Regions from separate parts of the Rattus norvegicus genome. Here region 2 is linked to region 1. Evidence: chromatin contacts called from public Hi-C data. All regions are on one chromosome and are shown on one strand. The core of a region is the stretch at or near the end of the contact, and the rest is flanking DNA. Distances in the headings are between cores, read along the strand shown.

Region 1 (4,338 bases), core at 822-3,321:
AGCTCACTGCTCATGTCATGATTCTTAGATCTCCCATCTTATCAGGATGAAGAAATCATCTTACAGGTTTTTAGATACCAGTACAACCGGTTCTTGTAAAAGTACCGAAGTGGTACGAACACCCATCACTTGCTTGGCTGAAGCAGAATGTAATACCATGAGTTCCAGAACAGCATGGGCCATGCTGTGAGACTCTTCTCAAAATGCTTTAAGCTCAGCTGGGTTTGAAGGAATCACCAGCCTGCGGAGAGCCTCCATGCAGGTGTGTGTGGGTTCGCAGGGATGGGGTCTTCCTGCTGTAATTTAATATATATGACTATACTGTCACTGTCTTCCAGAGCACCAGAAGAGGGCATCAGATCCCATTACACATGGTTGTGAGCCACCATGTGGTTGCTGGGATTTGAACACAAGACCTCAGAGTAGCCAGTGCTCTTAACCTCTCAGCCTCAGCCCCTCCCCCGCTTAAGCAGAGATAAACCAAGGTTATGGTGCAGAGGGTCACAGCTGTGCTTTCTGTCTTCTGGTTCCCATCTGTCTCTGATACTGCCAGACCCATGCACTGCCCTCCAGGAAGGCAAGGCGGTTGTTTCCTTTTGGCTCTGCTTGCAGTTACAAAGTGTCAGACCTTTACCTTAAGAGCAAATAACTGTTGAAGGCCCACCTTCAGATAGGACAGTTCTCAGAGGCAGCCCTCCAGAATGTGCAAGGCCTTCAGCCAAGCCATGGACCAGGTCCAGAACCATTGTTAGGAACTGATACCCAGATAGCCCTGGCCAGGGTCACACAGTGGCGCTACAGCCAGCATGGTGAACGCAATCAGCACTTGCAGGTGGCCACTGTGTCCTCATCCTCCACTTGAGGTAGGGCAGTGCCTTGTCACGGGGGGGGGGGGGGGGGGGGGAAGCTTTGTCCCAAGATTACAGAACAGCCAATTGTAAACACTCCCACAAGCTGGAGCCACAAATAGCCGTGGCCTCTGGCCCGGCCGTCAGGCTGTGTAGGGACTGCAGGCACCTGCTTCCCAAAGCCCTGAGAGGCCACTTCCCTCCAAGAACTTAGACTCTACAGTGGGCCTGAGTCCTGGAAGACAATGCTTTGTCTAAACTAGGTCAGCCTGGTCCTCTAGATGCCATTCAGGTGCCCTGGATCTCTCAACTCTGCTGTGACGCCCACAAGGCCTTCCTGGGGTATCATTTAGGAAAGTAGACAAGTGAAACTCATAAGGCTGTTTTCAAAGTGAAATCATTTGGTGGTAGAGGTGAGTAATCCCAGTACTTGAGAATCAAGGAAGAGAGAATTGCCTAGAATTTGAAGCCAGGCTGAGCTGAAAAGAAAACCCAAGGCAGAACTCTGTGGTGACTGAATCCATTGCTCTGCCCCGTCCGTGTTCTTGCTTTCTCAATCCCAGACTTGGCTGTAGCCAGCCCAGTCTCTGCCCGGACCAGTTTCACTGCCTTGATTTCAGCCAAGGTTGGAACAGAGTGGATGAGCACCCTAGGAAGGAGAGGGGGTGTCCTGTGGACTTGCATTTCCCCTGAAGCAGCTCCCTCACCTTGCCAAAAGAGAGGTACTCGGACATCTCAGTGGGAGAGCTTCCTAGGGTGTGCTGTGTCACCTGCTATGATGCAGAACCTGGACTTAGAACAGGGGTGAGGCTTAACCTTAAACTTTAAGGCACTCAGACGGGAGAAGGCCTAGAAGACAATCCAGTTGAAGGCCCATGGCCCTCCCTTTGATTGTCCTAGAACTCAAGAGGCCTGCTTGCCTCTGCCTCAACTGCTGGGAATAAAGGCGTGCACTACTATGCCTAGCTTTTTCATGCTGAGTTTTAAGCCAGGGTCCTACATATACTAAGCAGGCTCTCCCACTTTTTGTTTTACTAGAAGAGGCTAGGCAGTGAGTTCCCCAAACCCCACACAGCCTCTGCAAAAGCTGTGACCACAACCCCATCCCCCGCTGGAGCGGGAACCTCAGGATCCTAGAAACACATTGTGAGACGGAGGTGAATTGTCACTGACTTTTAATAGACTTGGGTTGTGTCTGCCAAGCAGACATCCGAGGGCTCTGGCTTCTAAAGTCCACCATGGCCAGTCCCCTCTTGGACAAGTGCCCACCTTTCTGGCCAAAGGCACCAGCTGGCCCTGGAGAACTGGACAGTGACTTTATTGTTTAGGCAACTCATTGGAGATCAGAGAGACCCTGACCAAGGCCAGCTTGTCACTGCCAGTCAGCCAGCCAAAAAGTTGTGGGGCTCCCCTAGCCCAGCTTGAAGCAGGGAGAGCGAAATGGCTAGTTTTAATCTAATAAAATTATACTAATCTTGAGGGAGGGACAGCAGGTCACAGACCACTTTTGAGAATACAAAAAAGCTACAGATGGCCTCAAAAATAAATACATATATATATAATATACACTCCAGCCTTTGCACACTTTTAAGCAGTTCATAAACTCTGTTTCCAGGGAGCCCAGCCAGCCCTTGCAAGGCTTCCCAATCCTGCCTTCCCACAGTAGCCTCTGGCTTGTTGGGTCTAAGAGCCCTGTATGCACAGGGGGCGGGGCCTTCTCCTATAGCTCCAGCAGGCAGAGCTCTTCCACTTCTGCTCCCCGGATAGACACAATGGAGTCTCCTTAGAGTTCACCAGCATTGTGGAGGGCAAGCCGATGATTCAGCATTCCTCCTGGCTCTGTCAGAGGCACCCACACTCCTCCACAATCATGTCCTTGTGGTGTTCCAGGAGGACCCTGCCATTGTCCACATAAAGCATGCTCAGTGGCTTGGTCTTCACGGGAGCACAGCATGTAGAAGGAACCCGGTGGGGCTGGTAACGTTTCAGCAGGCTCTGAAAAGGAAGGGGGGGAGGGAGTCAGTTTACACTGGGGCAAAGGCAGAATTACTATTTCTGGCTAAAGTGAAAAATTAGCTTCTGGTACAAAAATAGCAAATTATTTTCATAAACAAATAGAATGCTGCACAGACAACCAGCTCACGAACCCCCACGCCATGCCTGTGGAATGGGCCTCGAAAAAGACAGGTTTCAGCAAATACGCAGCTTAATGTCACCCAGTAATGGTGAGTGGGGAAGCTTGCCTAGTCCAAATTCTGAATGTCGGAGCTGGAGGAGCAGAGGTCCTCTGCTCTATTCCCTCCTCATCATCTAATTATGGGGGACAAGAAAAAGGGAGATGCAGCTCAGTCGTTTGCCTAGCATGTACAAAGTACTGGATTTGATCCCCGGTATTGAAATAACGGGCTGTGGTAGTACATGCCTGTGATCACAGCACTAGGGTTGAGAAAGCAAGAAGATCAGGAGTTCAAAGTGATCCTGGGCCATGTAATATGTGTCTGGGGTCGGGGGGGGGGGGAGGTGTCAGAAAGCGAGGGCGAATGCCCTCTCCCAAGGTAACTCCATGGGAACAGGACTCCGCGCTGTAATAATGCATCGCCACATCCTCACAAGAGCTAGCACAGAGGTGCGTGAATGACTAGACCCAGGTATCTCACAGCAAACCTTGAGCCCCATCCCCTGTCTAGCATCCTGTTCCAAGCCAAGCATCATACCTGGATATAGGCGTGGTTGGTAGGGTGAAACTCCTCCCCCACAGGGTTAGGACACTCGCCCTCACAGCGATAGGCATTGTACTGCTTCGGGTAGATGATCCAGGAGCCCCAGCCAATCAGGTTGAAGTCCACCTGGAACTTGACCCTCCTACATAGTTGGCTTCTGTCTGGCAAATGATGGCGGCGTTGCCTTCTGCCCCATCCACTCCTCTCTACGGACAGCTGTCCCTCCTGGGCCCGCCAGGAGCTCTCCGCTTCCCAGAGCAAAGTGGCGCCCCCCAGCTGCCTCTGCTCCTGAGGCCGGTTGGAGTAAAGCATGAGCACACTGGTACTGGTGACAGGGACAGGCTGGGTGTGGGACTGATGCCAACACTTTCCTGCTTGACTGGACACCTGCTTCTCCAGTGCCCTGGGGTCCTTTAGCCACTTGGAGAGTGGCTTGGTCACCTCTAGGACTGTGCTGTCTGAGGCAAACGTGACCTGAGAAGGAGTGACGGTGATCCTCTCCATCCAAACACGCTCCAGGCAGTCAGCCGGGTCCTGCTCTGGATCCGGCTTGGCCTGGTGGAAAATGTCAATGGTGAGTGGACCCTTGGTGGGGCTGTCCATAGGGCTGAGCAGCTGCAACCGGAGCTCCGCCCATACCAGATCCTCTTCTTGGCTCAAAAAGGAGAAGTCAAACGTGAAGGTCCAGTTCTGCCCAGTCACATCCACATCTGGGAGAGAAACCAGCGTGGAGACAGTTAGAGTTCTGTTAACTAAAGCCGGGTGGACTG
Region 2 (4,338 bases), core at 870-3,369, 35 kb before region 1:
AATGGTAGTATGGACTGGTTTCTTGGGCTGCCTATAGGGCAAAATGCAAAGTTCACATGGCTGGTGTGGGTGAGGGGCACCCATGAAACGGTTTGACAGCTACTTCTGCACAGAGAGCCCTCTGCAAGGCTGCTGAGAAGGCATGAGTCAGGACTGAGTGCTCTCATGGAGGGTCAACGGCGGAAGGTGGCTTCCAAGTTCGTTCTGGGTGTTGGCTGAATCAAGCTTCTTTATGAATACAGGACTCAGAGTCAAGCGCCTCACGACTTGGTTCCAGCCACACATACACCTCCATCAAACTCGGAGCCCTGCACGTGCTGTGGAAGTGCAGACGCACTGCAGAAGTGCTCTCCCACTAAACTTGTTTCATGATTTTTCTGAGAAAACACTAATAACAAAACAAAAAAAAAACCTAAACAAACAAAAACAAAAAAACCCATTTGTTCAGCGGGGCTTGGTGACTCACACCTAAAATTCCAGTGCTGGAGAAGCTGAGATAGGACTGAATTTCCAGGACACCTGTGCTATATAGTAAGACCCTGTCTCAAAAGACAAACAAACAAACAGCAAAACATTTGACACAGTCACAGTGGTGTATCTCTGAAATTCTAGCACTGAGGTGGTGGAGGCAGGAGGATGAGGAGTTAAGGGCCAATCTCAATTACAGAGTGAGTTAGAAGCTAGACTGGGCTACATGAGATAGAGATAGATAGATAGATAGATAGATAGATAGATAGATAGATAGATAGATAGATAGATAGATAGATAGATAGATAGAGAGTTAGTTCTATTTCTAAATGAGGAAGGTACAGGCCAAAGAAATATTCTTTTTAAAGATTTATTTATTTATTATATATAAGTACACTGTAGCTGTCTTCAGACACACCAGAAGAGGGCATCGGATCTCTTTACAGATGGTTGTGAGCCACCATGTGGTTGCTGGGAATTGAACTCAGGACCTCTGGAAGAGTAGTCAGGTGCTCTTAACCGCTGAGCCATCTCCCCAGCCCTTTTTTTTTTTTTTTTTTAGAAATATTCTCACAGCTCAAACTTGGTGACTGAATACATTTATCCAGGTGGCGTGCAGGATCATGGGCGATTCAGAGTAGCTATTTGTCTGAAACTCCAAACCCTGCCTCCCAAACTCCCTTAATTTATGGGGCACAAAGACTACCGCAGAATTCAGGCAAACCTGGTTCAGAGCGCCCCCTAGTGGAGTTATCAGAGATGACTCCAAATACAGACAGATACAGATACAGATACAGATACAGATACAGATACAGACACAGACACAGACACAGACACAGACACAGACACAGACACAGACACAGACACAGACACAGACACAGACACAGACACAGACACAGACACAGACACAGACACAGATACAGATACAGACACAGACACAGATACAGATACAGATACAGATACAGATACAGTGTGAAGTGTTCTTTGTGTGAACACCCAGTCATTGCCCTTTTTGGGGGATGGGGCTAGAGGGGGTGTCCTGCAGTGAGAAGGGCAACCCGTTTTCTGCAGAATGGCACATAGAACAGCCAAGTGATGTCCTACTCCAGGCAGAAGGTTACTGCCATTACTGCTACAGTGCGGCGACTCTATTCAATTAGCAGCCACCATCTTCCAAGCTAGTGGCCAGGGAGGCTTGGACTGAAGACAAACCTGGGACCACAGCATTTTCTAGGTAAGTGCTCTGCTCCTGCATGTGATATGACTTTTCTAGGGAACATACAAAGGAAACATCTATGCACCCCAATAAGCGGAGGATAGACTGAACATAGGAGAAGCGGAAAGTAACTTAAGGTCAGCAATGGCCTCCTGCACTTTTGCTGTTATTTAGTACGAAGTCTGAGGCACCGCCCACTGCGGGTGCGTCACCAGGAGGCGGGATCCTGAGATTCACCTTGAGGTTTGTTTGCCACAAAGGGACAACCAAGCAAAGAGAGTAGCACGTGCAAAGGCCCCAGGACAGCATGACTATCAGACCAACAGGAGAAGTCGAGTGAGAACAGGGTGGACTCTAGTGGTGACTGTAGAGAGAGGAGGGCTTTTTGCCGGCATGCCTGTCATACGCATGCAGTGCCCACGGGAGCCAGAAGAGGGCACCAGATCCTCTGACATTAATAGTCGTGACTGGCTCCGGATTCGCCCGCGGCTTTCCTCTGTCTGGATCTCGCTAGTTCCTCCCGCCGCGTGCTCCGGCCTCCCGCTCGGAATGCCTGTCTGGGGCAGTGGAAATAAGTGCGGGGCCTGCGGGAGAACGGTGTACCATGCTGAAGAGGTGCAGTGTGACGGGCGGAGCTTCCACCGGTGCTGCTTTCTGTGCATGGTTTGCAGGAAATATTTAGACAGCACAACAGTGGCAATTCATGATGAAGAGATCTACTGCAAATCATGCTACGGAAAGAAGTATGGACCAAAAGGCTATGGTTATGGCCAGGGCGCTGGCACGCTCAACATGGGCCGTCGTGAGAAGCTGGGTATCAAGCCAGAGAGTGCTCAACCTCACAGGCCTACAACAAACCCAAACACTTCTAAATTTGCCCAGAAATATGGAGGTGCTGAGAAGTGTTCCAGGTGTGGGGATTCTGTGTATGCTGCTGAGAAGATCATTAGAGCTGGAAAGCCCTGGCACAAAAACTTTCCGATGTGCCAAGTGTGGGAAGAGTCTGGAGTCTACAACTCTGACTGAGAAGGAAGGTGAAATCTACTGTAAAGGGTGCTACTCAAAGAACTTTGGGCCCAAGGGATTCGGCTATGGTCAAGGAGCAGGGGCCCTTGTTCATGCTCAGTAGCGGGGTAAACCCAGTAAGCATGACAAAGAATCTCCATTACCAAAACATGGATGGCCTTACAGCGCTCACTACTGTGCATCGGCCAGCACTCAGCACTGTATATCACACTCTATGTGCACAACCGGGCTGGACAGGAAGCACTGTACTCTCCTGCTGGTTCACTAGCATTTAAGAGCGTTCTTTTGGGGGTTGGGGATTTAGCTCAATGGTAGAGCGCTTGCCTAGCAAGCGCAAGGCCCTGGGTTTGGTCCCCAGCTCCGAAAAAAAAAAAAAAAGAAGAGAAAAAAAAAGCGTTCTTTTACATTTGGAATAAAATTTTGGTTTGATTTGAAAAAAAAACAAACAAAACAAACAAACAAACAAACAAAAAACCAGTCGTGACTGATCAAAATCAAACCTGGATCTTTGATCAAAATCAAACCTGGGGCTGGAGAGGTGGCTCAGAGGTTGAGAGCAGTACCTGCTCTTCCAGAGGTCCTGAGTTTGATTCCCAGCAACCACATGGTGGCTCACGGCCATCTGTGATGGGATCTGATGCCCTCTTCTGGTGTGTCTGAAACAGCTACAGTGTACTCATATACATTAAATAAATAAATCTTAAAAAAAAAAAAATCGGGGTTGGGGATTTAGCTCAGTGGTTGAGCGCTTGCCTAGGAAGCGCAAGGCCCTGGGTTCCGTCCCCAACTCCGGAAAAAAAAAGAACCCAAAAAAAAAAAAAAAAAATATCGGGCTGGAGAGATGGCTCAGTGGTTAAGAGCACCGACTGTTCTTCCAGAGGTCCTGAGTTCAAATCCCAGCAACCACATGGTGGCTCACAACCATCTGTGATAGGATCTGATGCCCTCTTCTGCTGTGTCTGAAGACAGCTACAGTGTACTCATATACAAAATAAATAAATAAATCTTTAAAAAAAAAAATCAAACCTGGGTCTTGGGTGTGATCAGTAAGTAAGTATTAAGTACTGAGCCATTTCTCCAGCACCCAAAGGGGCTTCTCATCGATTCCCAGAGAAATGGAAAGCGGTGGAAGAGAGAATGGTAACACAACCCAACATACATGGCCAGTCACTGACACTATAGATAAACGGCCCAGTCCAGAACTGTCCAATAGACATGGGTACAAGGAATTGTCGCCAAGGCTGGTGGGCCCCATAGCCATCTGGGAGCTCCATGTGGATAAGCTTGTTTTAGCACTGAACCCTAAGGCAGGGCTGCAGCCGGCAGGCACCAACTGGGTACTTAAGAATAAATTACTTGATGGATAAATTTAAAAAAAAAAAAAAAAGCCAGGTGGTTTGTCCATACCCTAATCTAAGAATCAGATCCCTGGTGGTCTGTCCTCTACCGTGAACCCCCACTATGCTCACCCATACAGAATTTCCCCTGACAACCTTGACATCCACCCAAGAGATGGTGTAAGTTCCCGAGACAGCACCCCTTGCCTCAACTTGGCAAGCACTGCTCTTGGCTAGAAGGCTAGGTACACAGTGTACCCTGCCTGTGGGCTGAGGCGGGAGCAGGGTGTG

The links. A called contact is a pair of places that touch in the nucleus more often than the background predicts.
Region 2: a Hi-C map of liver shows a contact between it and region 1, with 2.2 times the contacts expected there. The contact joins two enhancer-like sites. A contact is called at or near these places in 2 of 12 Hi-C or Micro-C datasets (liver and mammary epithelial cells).

What each region holds. Positions count from the first base shown.
Region 1 is chr20:29,917,329-29,921,666 of GRCr8, reverse strand. Nodal (nodal growth differentiation factor) reads right to left here. Exons shown (of 3, transcript NM_001106394.1): 2 at 3,563-4,278; 3 at 2,008-2,843. The coding sequence ends at 2,691. Among named protein-coding and RNA genes, the nearest start is that of Nodal, 8.2 kb to the right of the region's middle. Within about 2 kb of position 2,071, at least 40 of the 93 cell types and tissues checked have an H3K27ac peak or open chromatin away from gene starts, as enhancers often do. A contact at or near this core is called in liver, where this site is marked.
Region 2 is chr20:29,952,727-29,957,064 of GRCr8, reverse strand. It overlaps the pseudogene Csrp2-ps1. Among named protein-coding and RNA genes, the nearest start is that of Lrrc20, 11 kb to the left of the region's middle. Within about 2 kb of position 2,119, at least 34 of the 93 cell types and tissues checked have an H3K27ac peak or open chromatin away from gene starts, as enhancers often do. A contact at or near this core is called in liver, where this site is marked.